Linked DNA regions of Tachysurus vachellii: region 1 is linked to region 2. The links are chromatin contacts, called in public Hi-C maps. All regions are on one chromosome and are shown on one strand. The core of a region is the stretch at or near the end of the contact, and the rest is flanking DNA. Distances in the headings are between cores, read along the strand shown.

Region 1 (4,594 bases), core at 354-2,853, 180 kb before region 2:
ACAGCCGTCCTCCAGCAAAGATTATTAAACCGACGTGGAAATCTTATCCTGTCCAAATAGCACTCATGACTACAATCAACTGCTATGATCATGCACGGATACAGAATATCACATTTAAGACACAGTTATAGACTATCTAATCTGATTATTCTGTAGATTAACCTCAGCGCACCAAGCAGGCGAGAGAAAAAAAATCTTCATCTTATATAACATATGAAGCACAGAATACAAACTAGCTACCAGAGCAGCCAGGTAACACCATGCTTCTAAAAATTCACGGCCTTTAAATGAGCCAGGGGTTCATACATGACTTCAAATCCATGTTTTATCATTTTTAATCATCATATTGTGGTTAAGGGCAACTTTCCGTATTTCTTTTTGGCCTTGTAGCTTTTAAATGTCATTGTATTTTTCGGAATCATCTTATTGTCTAACAAATGTGCCTGATTTCCATTAAATGCTTGGTGACAAAAGAAAGAACAGAAACTGGTGCATCTATTCAGTAAACAGAGGTGATACGATACAGAGACCTGACAACACACCAAATGACTAGAAAACTATCCTTGTCTGTGCAAATGATCTCTTGAAGGCTACAAGACCAGGCCTTAAAAACAACATTACATACACATTTGTAGGTGACAGATACATTATTGAGATCTACATCAGTAACAATCACTAGAAGGTCCACTGATTTATAATCCTACTTTAATTCAACATGATCTCTGTGTGACAGAACACTACTACGTACACTGTCCATTTATTTTCTTTATTAAAAATCACTACAAGACATTTTTACAGACGTCTAACACTATAACCTGGGTCTGACTGAACCATATTTATATCTTGCCACGATTTTAACTCTAATAATAATAAATAATAATTAGATTATACATTAGCCACATAGCCTGCTATTTATTATCCAATCCGAATATAAATTTAAATACAGTGGTCATTTTGTCGGTTTGGCCGAATTATAACATTAAAGATAACGCGTTCTGTTTTACACTAAACAAACAAAACAAAAACATTGAACCTATTAGGAGAGACTAGTTTAGTTGCCTGGCGACCTAGTAATCGTGCTAATATTTTAGCTAGGTAGCTAACGAAAGTGGCTAGTTAGGTTAGCCTGACGAAACGCTCACACCCGGAGATGACACAACGATATCAAACACACACACGCGCGCGCGCACACACACATCATTGTTTGCTCGTTTCCGCTGTGCCCTAAACTGTGCTCGACTCGACATTTCCCCCTCTGCTCTGTAACGCTGCCCGTTCCCCCGTTTGTGTCGTCCACAGGCTCCCCTCCCTCCTTGTACAACAACCCCGCCGCCATGATCTCTTTGTTTCCTACGGGCCGAACCCGACCCGAGCACTGTCTTATCCGGGACATGCCCGCGCTCTCCCTCCCCGCCGGGACACTTTGTCTTCTCTTACCGATACACACTCCTTCCGTCACTCGCGAGCCCTCGGAGCTCCACTTTTATTCGGGCCGACACGTAAGAGACCGCGTCAGGCTACACCTCCGCCGCGTCACCGACAACAACAACGACACACTCGGAACTGGGGAGACGGAAAGCCGATCAGAGGCAGCGCCACTGCCGAGAATAGCCGAAGTGTACACGGAACTTACCGAGCGGTAAACGAGAATAGCCGAAGTGTACACGGAACTTACCGAGCGGTAAACGAAAATGGCCGAAGTGAACTCGAGTGTAAGCGAAATTGTACGAAGACTATCGATGATTGTCGAAGTTTGAAGCATGATTCTCGATAATTATACATTTAGCTTTAATATTTAAAGGATCATTAGGTCAGATTTATTAAGGTAATTTATTAAGTAATATTTATTGAAATGTTAAATTAAAATTGAAGTCTCTAACGGTTAATTAGGTGTCCACAAGAACATTTTATTTATTTATTTTATTTTATTGTATTGTATTTAAATTAATCAATTAATCAATTAATTAATTTTCTTTTCTTTTATTTTATTTTATAATAAAATTAATAAATAAAAATAGATAAAAAATATAAAAATATAAAAATAAATAAATAAATAAATGAATATATTTATTTTTTATTTTATTCCTTGAGCCAGACCTCTATTCACAGCTAAATAAACATAGCTAAGCCCAGATCCCGGTTTGTAAAATCAAACTACAATGAGCATACATTGTTTTGCCATGATTTATTATGTATAATAAAACAGCCATAAGTTTAAAACCATTGACAGGTAAAATGAATAACATTGATTGTCTCATTACAATGTAACTGTCAAGGTGTGGGATATATTAGGCAACATGCTTACCACTGTGGGGAATAAGCCATAAGACCTGTTGTTTTAGAGATTAAGTCCTAGTCGTCAAGCCATCACAATTTGATCCTTGTCAAAAATCCATACACTTGTCCATTTTTCCTGCTTCTAACAAAACCACTCCAAGAACTACGTTTGCTTGCTGCCTAATGTATAATGCTGCCCACTCTTTGCTATGTGCTATTTAAATAAGATAATCAGTGTTATTCGCATCACCTTTTAGTTTTAAGGACCCATAGGAAGCCATTTAGATAAAAACAAGCATGCTGGACCAAAATGCACAATGCAATCCAAACATACATTCTACACCACATAATACAATTTTACTGAGGCTTTGGCTTTTTTCAAACAAAATAAAGTATAAACACACAATGTTATGGCATTTGCCAGACTATTTGAAAAAGATTACTTCTAGAGGTATAGTGGGTAGTATTGCTGGTACACAGCCCCACTGTCCCTGAGGGAGGATCATGAAACTAATGCAATAATAAATAAATAAACAATTTTCTTTTCAAACGTGCGCGTGACTCCCCTGCAAACCCAGTTCCAACTGTAGATCTTCAAATCAAGTCAAGAAGATTTTATTGTCATTTCAACCATATAGAGCTGATGCAGTACATAGTGGAATTAAATAATGTTTCTCCAGGACCATGGTGCTACATAAAACAACAAAGAGCTAAGGACTTAAGTCCTAGCCACACAATGTGCAATGTGTGCAACCTAGTGCAACAAAACACTACAAGACAAATACACAAAATACTACTGACCAGTGTGCATACTGTATATTATACTGTACTTTGTGCAAAACTAGAAAACTTGTAAACAGAGAGGGTTCAATAACATGTACATACTCATGTAGTAGCTGCAGTTTAATAAGGTATTGAAATGTGTTGTGCAAAACAGCAATGTGGTGTGCAACAGAACTTGTTACTGTCCCTGATGAGCTTGACCCCATGACAGTTACAGTCCGATGCAACAGCCACATACAACTAGTGTGGTGTGTCCAGACACAGTCAGTGCCGTAGCAGAGCTACATCCAGGCACTAACAGTGCTATGTCTGGACAAAGAAACCTCTGTATTTGCAAAATGAAAAATCATATTTCTCTGGCGGACTTCTCGCCTTTTCCATAAGCTGGATACAGGAACAGTAGAGGTGTCAAAAAAAGGAAGATGAAACCTGCCATACACACAGGCACACCAGAAATAGATGAACCAGAACTTGGTGAATTAAGGCCTAAAATAAAAAACAAATAATTGAATCTGAGTGAGAAGTCACAAACCAAAGCTCCATCCAAAACCAATGAGTCAACAATTCTCAGAAAAGGAGAGATCCACCAGGTTCCAGTGAACATGAAGATGAAGACTGTCTTGTGTGTGTAGGTAAATGAGTGCACGCCAGGTCTCCCAGTATACATATGCCAAAACTGTGACTTGTACCTTGTGTGACACACACATACAAAGATGGGATTAGGGAGAGAGAAAGAAGGGGTTAGATTTACTGGTGGATTTGTGGCTGTTCATATCAGTTTATTTAATTTTCAGTATAATTTTAACAAAACAATATTCAGGCTGTAAGTAAAGCACAGACAGTTTACAACAAAATGTGTTATTTTAATATTGGCTAAGGTAAGGAGTGAACTCTCACAGTCACTTGCTCACACACTCAGCTGCTCAACCACTTCCTCACTCGCTCGCTCACTCCCTCACTCACTCCCTCAATCACTCCCTCACTCACTCACTCACTCACTCAGGCACTCACTCACTCACTCAGGCACTCACTCACTCACTCACTCACTCCCTCAATCACTCCCTCACTCACTCACTCACTCACTCACTCACTCAGGCACTCACTCACTCACTCACTCAGGCACTCACTCACTCACTCACTCACTCACTCACTCACTCACTCACTCACTCACTCACTCACTCACTCACTCTCTCGCTCAACTCACTCTCACTGCTCATCCACTCCTTCACTCGATCACTCATGCACTCACTCGCTCACTCACTCACTCACTCACTCACTCACTCACTCACTCACTCACTCACTCACTCACTCACTCACTCACTCACTCACTCACTAGGCCCCCATGCACACACAGACACACACAACTTCATAATGGCTTAGTAATGTAATTAATTTGTTACACATAAAACCTAATCTGTAACATTGTGTTAAATCGTTGATAACGATGGTCCAGATCTTTACACTTTATTTAATATTTTTTCTGCTTCCTTCACATAAGTTTTGACTATCAGAATATCTGAGATTCGAGGATAGG
Region 2 (4,927 bases), core at 884-3,383:
TTGTCAGATCTCCAGTGTTGCAAAGGTGTCATGAAAAATATTTTGGCACTTTAGGATACAGTACACACTTTGCAAATCATGGCATCGGAAATCAGGTAAAAGCAAAAAAATATCAAGATGCTCAGTTTATTGATAACAGCTGTATGGTAGACACTTTTAAACGGGAGTTTGGAAGTTATTGGTGAATTCTGAACACAGTCCATTATAGAACTGGGTGCACACTCATGCAACCAGGTTAATGTAATATTTTTGTGATATTTTACTGCTAGTATTTCTTCTAATGATTTTTTACTTGAATTTTTTTGGTTGCTCTATCACATTAAAAGTGGAAAAAGATCTGTCATGATTTCACAAAACACAAAAAGCTGAAGTTTTTACAGGAGTGTGTAGACATTTTATATCCAGTTTCATTAGCTGGTGACTTCCAGTGTGGCTCAATAATGTGTTCTCAGGTAAACCATATTTCAGAGTATTTTTAACTCCCCTATTTTACCACCTTAAAAACCTTACACACTGCACATTAAGCTAAACGTGAGTTATGCTGAGAATGAAAGGATCTTGATTATTATCCTTTTTTTGATCGGAGCAGTATTTATAAAAAGCAGGTTAGTTTACCTGTGGAAGATTTTCTTCGAGTGTAGAACAAAAGAGCCCCAAGCAAAAGCACCACACACCCGGACACAGTGAACACAATGATGATGATGCTACGCGTTTCCATACTGTTTCCTGTAGAGATGTGATGCATATTAACCATAATGTGCATGAAATGGAGAATAGATTGAATGCTGCTTGAACACATGTAAAAGAGCATTACCCTGGCTGGTGGGTTCTGTGGTATGTTTAGGTATAGCTGAATGAGGCTCTTTTCTTAATGATTGAATCAGGTGGAGAGTTACTGGAGCTACAGCTCTGAGTGTGTTCTCACTAAACACAACGCACTGGTACAAAAGCAGGTCCTCCCATGCACTGTTCAGTGTTACACTGACTCTCCTCTTTGGGTCTTTTGGTGTAAGGACTTCCTGTTTAATTAGCCTTGCTCTGTTTCTCTCCATCTTCAACCAGGAGAGAGTAACTCGCTCTGTCACGTCAGACAACTCACAGCTCAGAACCACTGACTGATTCCTGATCATAACAGCAGGCTCTGCAAAGACTAAGATTAATAGTTGTCAGAACATAATACAACCTTTTATCATACTGAAAATAAATATAAAAATGCATTGACGGGTTACAAACCTCTTAGTGTGTGAAGTGTTAAGGATGAATAGGTGACGTTATCATTCACGATACATTTATACGTTCCACTGTAATTGAATTTCACGGGTGATATGTGGAAGATGAAATCATTTCCATTGTAGAATGTAGATAATGGCTTCTCTGGGATAATTGCACCATATACTTCCAGCTTTTTGTCTTTTTCTGCAGTTATCATTACTTCTATTTTTTGGTTTAGCTCTCGGGTCCACATTATTCTGTTATAAGTCCTTTTGGAATTGCAGATGAGGGTCAAATTACTACTGTTAGAGTTTTCTCTGTATAGAATATACTTTTTTTGTTCTGCATCTAGAAAGACATCAAGCACACACTCTAAATACACATTTATGAATTTTCTTTATCTCTATGTTGCTAACTATAAATATAAGACCTCAACATGCAGCACAATAACCAGGACAGTAGAGAGTCACATTTTTAGAGGAAATGTTTTGATTTTATTTTAAAGTGTATGCTGATGAATTAACACTTTAAGTAAGTAATTATTTTTTTCTAGCAAGAATTTTATTCCTAATTCTAATTCTATTTAAACAATACTCAAGTGAGATATAAATACCCCAAAATAATAGTTAAGTATAATATCAAATTAAAATTCAAGTATTCTCCCATTTACATGGAGAACATACTCACATTGTGTCACTTTAAGTGTTTGATTTTTATAAATTTGTTCCTTTCCCTGGTGGCTTCCTGTGCAGTGGTATTTCCCATTACTGTGATGGTTGACATTGTGTAAAATGATGTATGCAGTGTTGTTGTAGACCAGAGTGCTGTTAGGAACGGATGCGCCCTCTCTCTGCCACTGAACAGTGGAGGATTGTGAGAGGTCAGACACCTCACAGCTCAGTGTCACATCAGTTCCATGCTGGACTTGTGGAACTGAAAAAACAGAGAAGGTTATCAATAACTCCTGGCAGAAAAAATCTTTTGCTAACACATTTGTTATTTGTCATGTTGCCCTGACTAGAGAAGAATTTATGTGACAGCCACTGATTTTAACTCTTAACCCTTGTATGTTGTTCATATTTTTGTTACTCAGCCAGTGTTTGTGGGTCTGGTGGACTCGCTTCATTTTTAGGTTTTTAATTCAACACAATCAAAAATTTTATGTTAAAATACTCTACAGATGTTTACTTCATCCCAATTACAAGCAATATAAACAGCATATATGGTTAATATTTATCTTTACCTTTATTACATCACATTTTTTAATTAAAGTGCTACTCGTTTTTTGTTGTTTTTTAATAAAATGTAATAAAAAAAAGAAAATCAAATTTAATCAAGTTATGAGTGGGAAAAAAATCAACAAATTTACAAGGAAGCAAAGTTTTTCAAAACTACTGATGTTTATGAGTATGGGTCCCACAGACCCGAACAACATACAAGGGTTAAAGGGAGTTATGTTAGAACTGGAGGACATCTGCAGGTTTGCATATAACCAGTTTCACTTCATATGTATGGTTACAGTTACAGTGATTTATCATATTTAAACACCTGAAACACTTTACTAATAGTATCGCTGCATGCGTAATGACAAAGTAAAATACTCACCTTTAGTCAGCTTGGCTTGAATTCTGTAACAGAATATTAATTCCCAAATAAAGACACTTATCGGTGTGAGGTACATGGTTGTAACTACTTTATGAGGAAGTGAAGATAAAATGTCCTATTTTTGCATGAATGACTTCACATGAAATGAAAGCTGAGATTACCCTTTAGAATTCACAAAAATAAGCCTAGAAACACCTGGTATATAAATATATAATATATAATATGAAGCTATAACATGAAGAGATAAGGTGTGTTGGGCACGGTAGTAATTTAATTAGTAGTAAAAAGTTGTAAAAACTTTTGAGGTCAGTTCACTTTATAAACATCCTTTTGAAGTAGATATTTTTCAAGCCTTAATTGTGGAAAACAAAACAAAAGGCTGCTGTGGAGATTCACCTTTAAAGTATCACTACAACACTAGTACTTTGTACACATTTCTGTATGTTAAATGCTGGAATCTCACTGGCTATTTGATTATTGTACACATGCTTCTCTGTGACTTAATTAGCTTCATGGATCAAGATATAAAGAAACCCACTACTCTACTTTATGCTTCATTGATTTCTTGGTCCTACATCTTTCATCCTTCCATAAAATGAAAAAGTTGTCTATCTTTTAGGACAAATCCATTCTTTAAATTTGCTCAGATTAAACAAAGAGAGCAGGGATACGATACTTTTCTATGTAGCATGTTATATAAGCATACAATATAACTCCAACTCCTATAAAAGGTGATTATATCCAAAATATAATAATAAAATGCACTAACAAAAAAGCTAATAAAACATTGGGTAAAGGAAAACACACAAAACTCAAGTCTGGAAACTGCTGGAAAAATTAAATTGTATATTGTGACTCATATGTGTAATTGCACATCAAATATAATTCTGATTAAAATTGTGGATAAAATATAGAAATCCTTTTAATTAAAAAAAACAAAACAAAACAAAACAAAACAAAACAAAAATATATATATATATAATCCCTCCCCCCATCATTCAGAGGCGATGCTTCACCATTGCTTTGAAAAGTGTATTGCGAGAACTTTCTCTGAACTGCACGGGCGGCACACACACACACGTCCAGCTACAATAATGTATCATATTAATTTGAAACAGCAACCCAGAATATTTGTCACAAGCATTGATTAAAACAATGATGACAATCACATGAAAAAAAACGACTTAAATTCTGGACCTTTGGCAGTGAGGGGGGTTCGTTCGAACCCCCGAACCCCCCCTGCCTATGGCCTTGGGATATGTGATCATTCAGCTACAAGAGCATTAGTAAGATCAGACTCTGATGTTGGGTGAGGCGGTTGGTGTTCCACTTCATCCCAAAGGTGTTCAGTGGAGTTCAGGTCACCACAATCAAGTTCTTTAACTCCAACTTGCCAAATTTTGTCTTCATGGATCTCACTGTGTGCACAGTAGTACTGTTATGCTGTGACATTTTTGGGTCTCTTGTTCTTAATGCTACAGTGCTAGACCATTGTGTGCTTCCAACTTTGTGGCAACAGTTTGGGGAAGAACCACAAATAGATGTGATGTAAACATATTTCAAATAATGACTGACAATAACTAACACAACAGGACAGGCATATATAGAGCAGCACATCTCGGAAAAACAAGGGACAGCCGAGAAAGCGAAAAAACACATTAGAAAAGGGCGTAGTATCGCCCACGATGGAATAACACAGTGATACCTCAATAAACCACTTACTATTCCCACCAGGTGGTCTGGCAAGGAACTGTCCCAGTAACTCCTAACAGAAACCATAGGTGTAATAACAGTCAGGCATATAACAGGTCAGCAAAGTAAACAGTAAGAGTAAACAGTAATCCATGGTTCAAAGAAGACTTTGAGAGTAGAAATGCAGTATAGATGTCATACCACAAGATGCAAACCATTCATCTGCAGTAAGAATCAAAGAATCAAAAGACCAGATTGGAATTTGTAAAGAAATACAGAGACAAGACAAAAGTTCTGGTACCAGGATTAAGTCATGCATGGCTACTTCTGGAATTTTATTTATATAGTACTTATTTATTATTGTCATAATTATTTATTACTATCAATAACCATTAAGGCTGATCTAATGGAAATATTG

Evidence for each region. Hi-C and Micro-C count contacts between places; a contact is called where the count stands out from the background.
Region 1: a contact with region 2 is called in a Hi-C map of blood, with 5 times the contacts expected there. The contact joins the promoter of creb1b here to the promoter of LOC132850601 in region 2. A contact is called at or near these places in 3 of 3 Hi-C or Micro-C datasets (blood and muscle).

What each region holds. Positions count from the first base shown.
Region 1 is chr8:6,338,834-6,343,427 of HZAU_Pvac_v1, reverse strand. creb1b (cAMP responsive element binding protein 1b) reads right to left here and starts at 1,603. Exons shown (of 9, transcript XM_060875943.1): 1 at 1,438-1,603.
Region 2 is chr8:6,162,448-6,167,374 of HZAU_Pvac_v1, reverse strand. It overlaps LOC132850601, which reads right to left and starts at 2,133. Exons shown (of 8, transcript XM_060877242.1): 1 at 1,900-2,133; 2 at 1,234-1,560; 3 at 815-1,150; 4 at 616-726. The coding sequence starts at 1,465.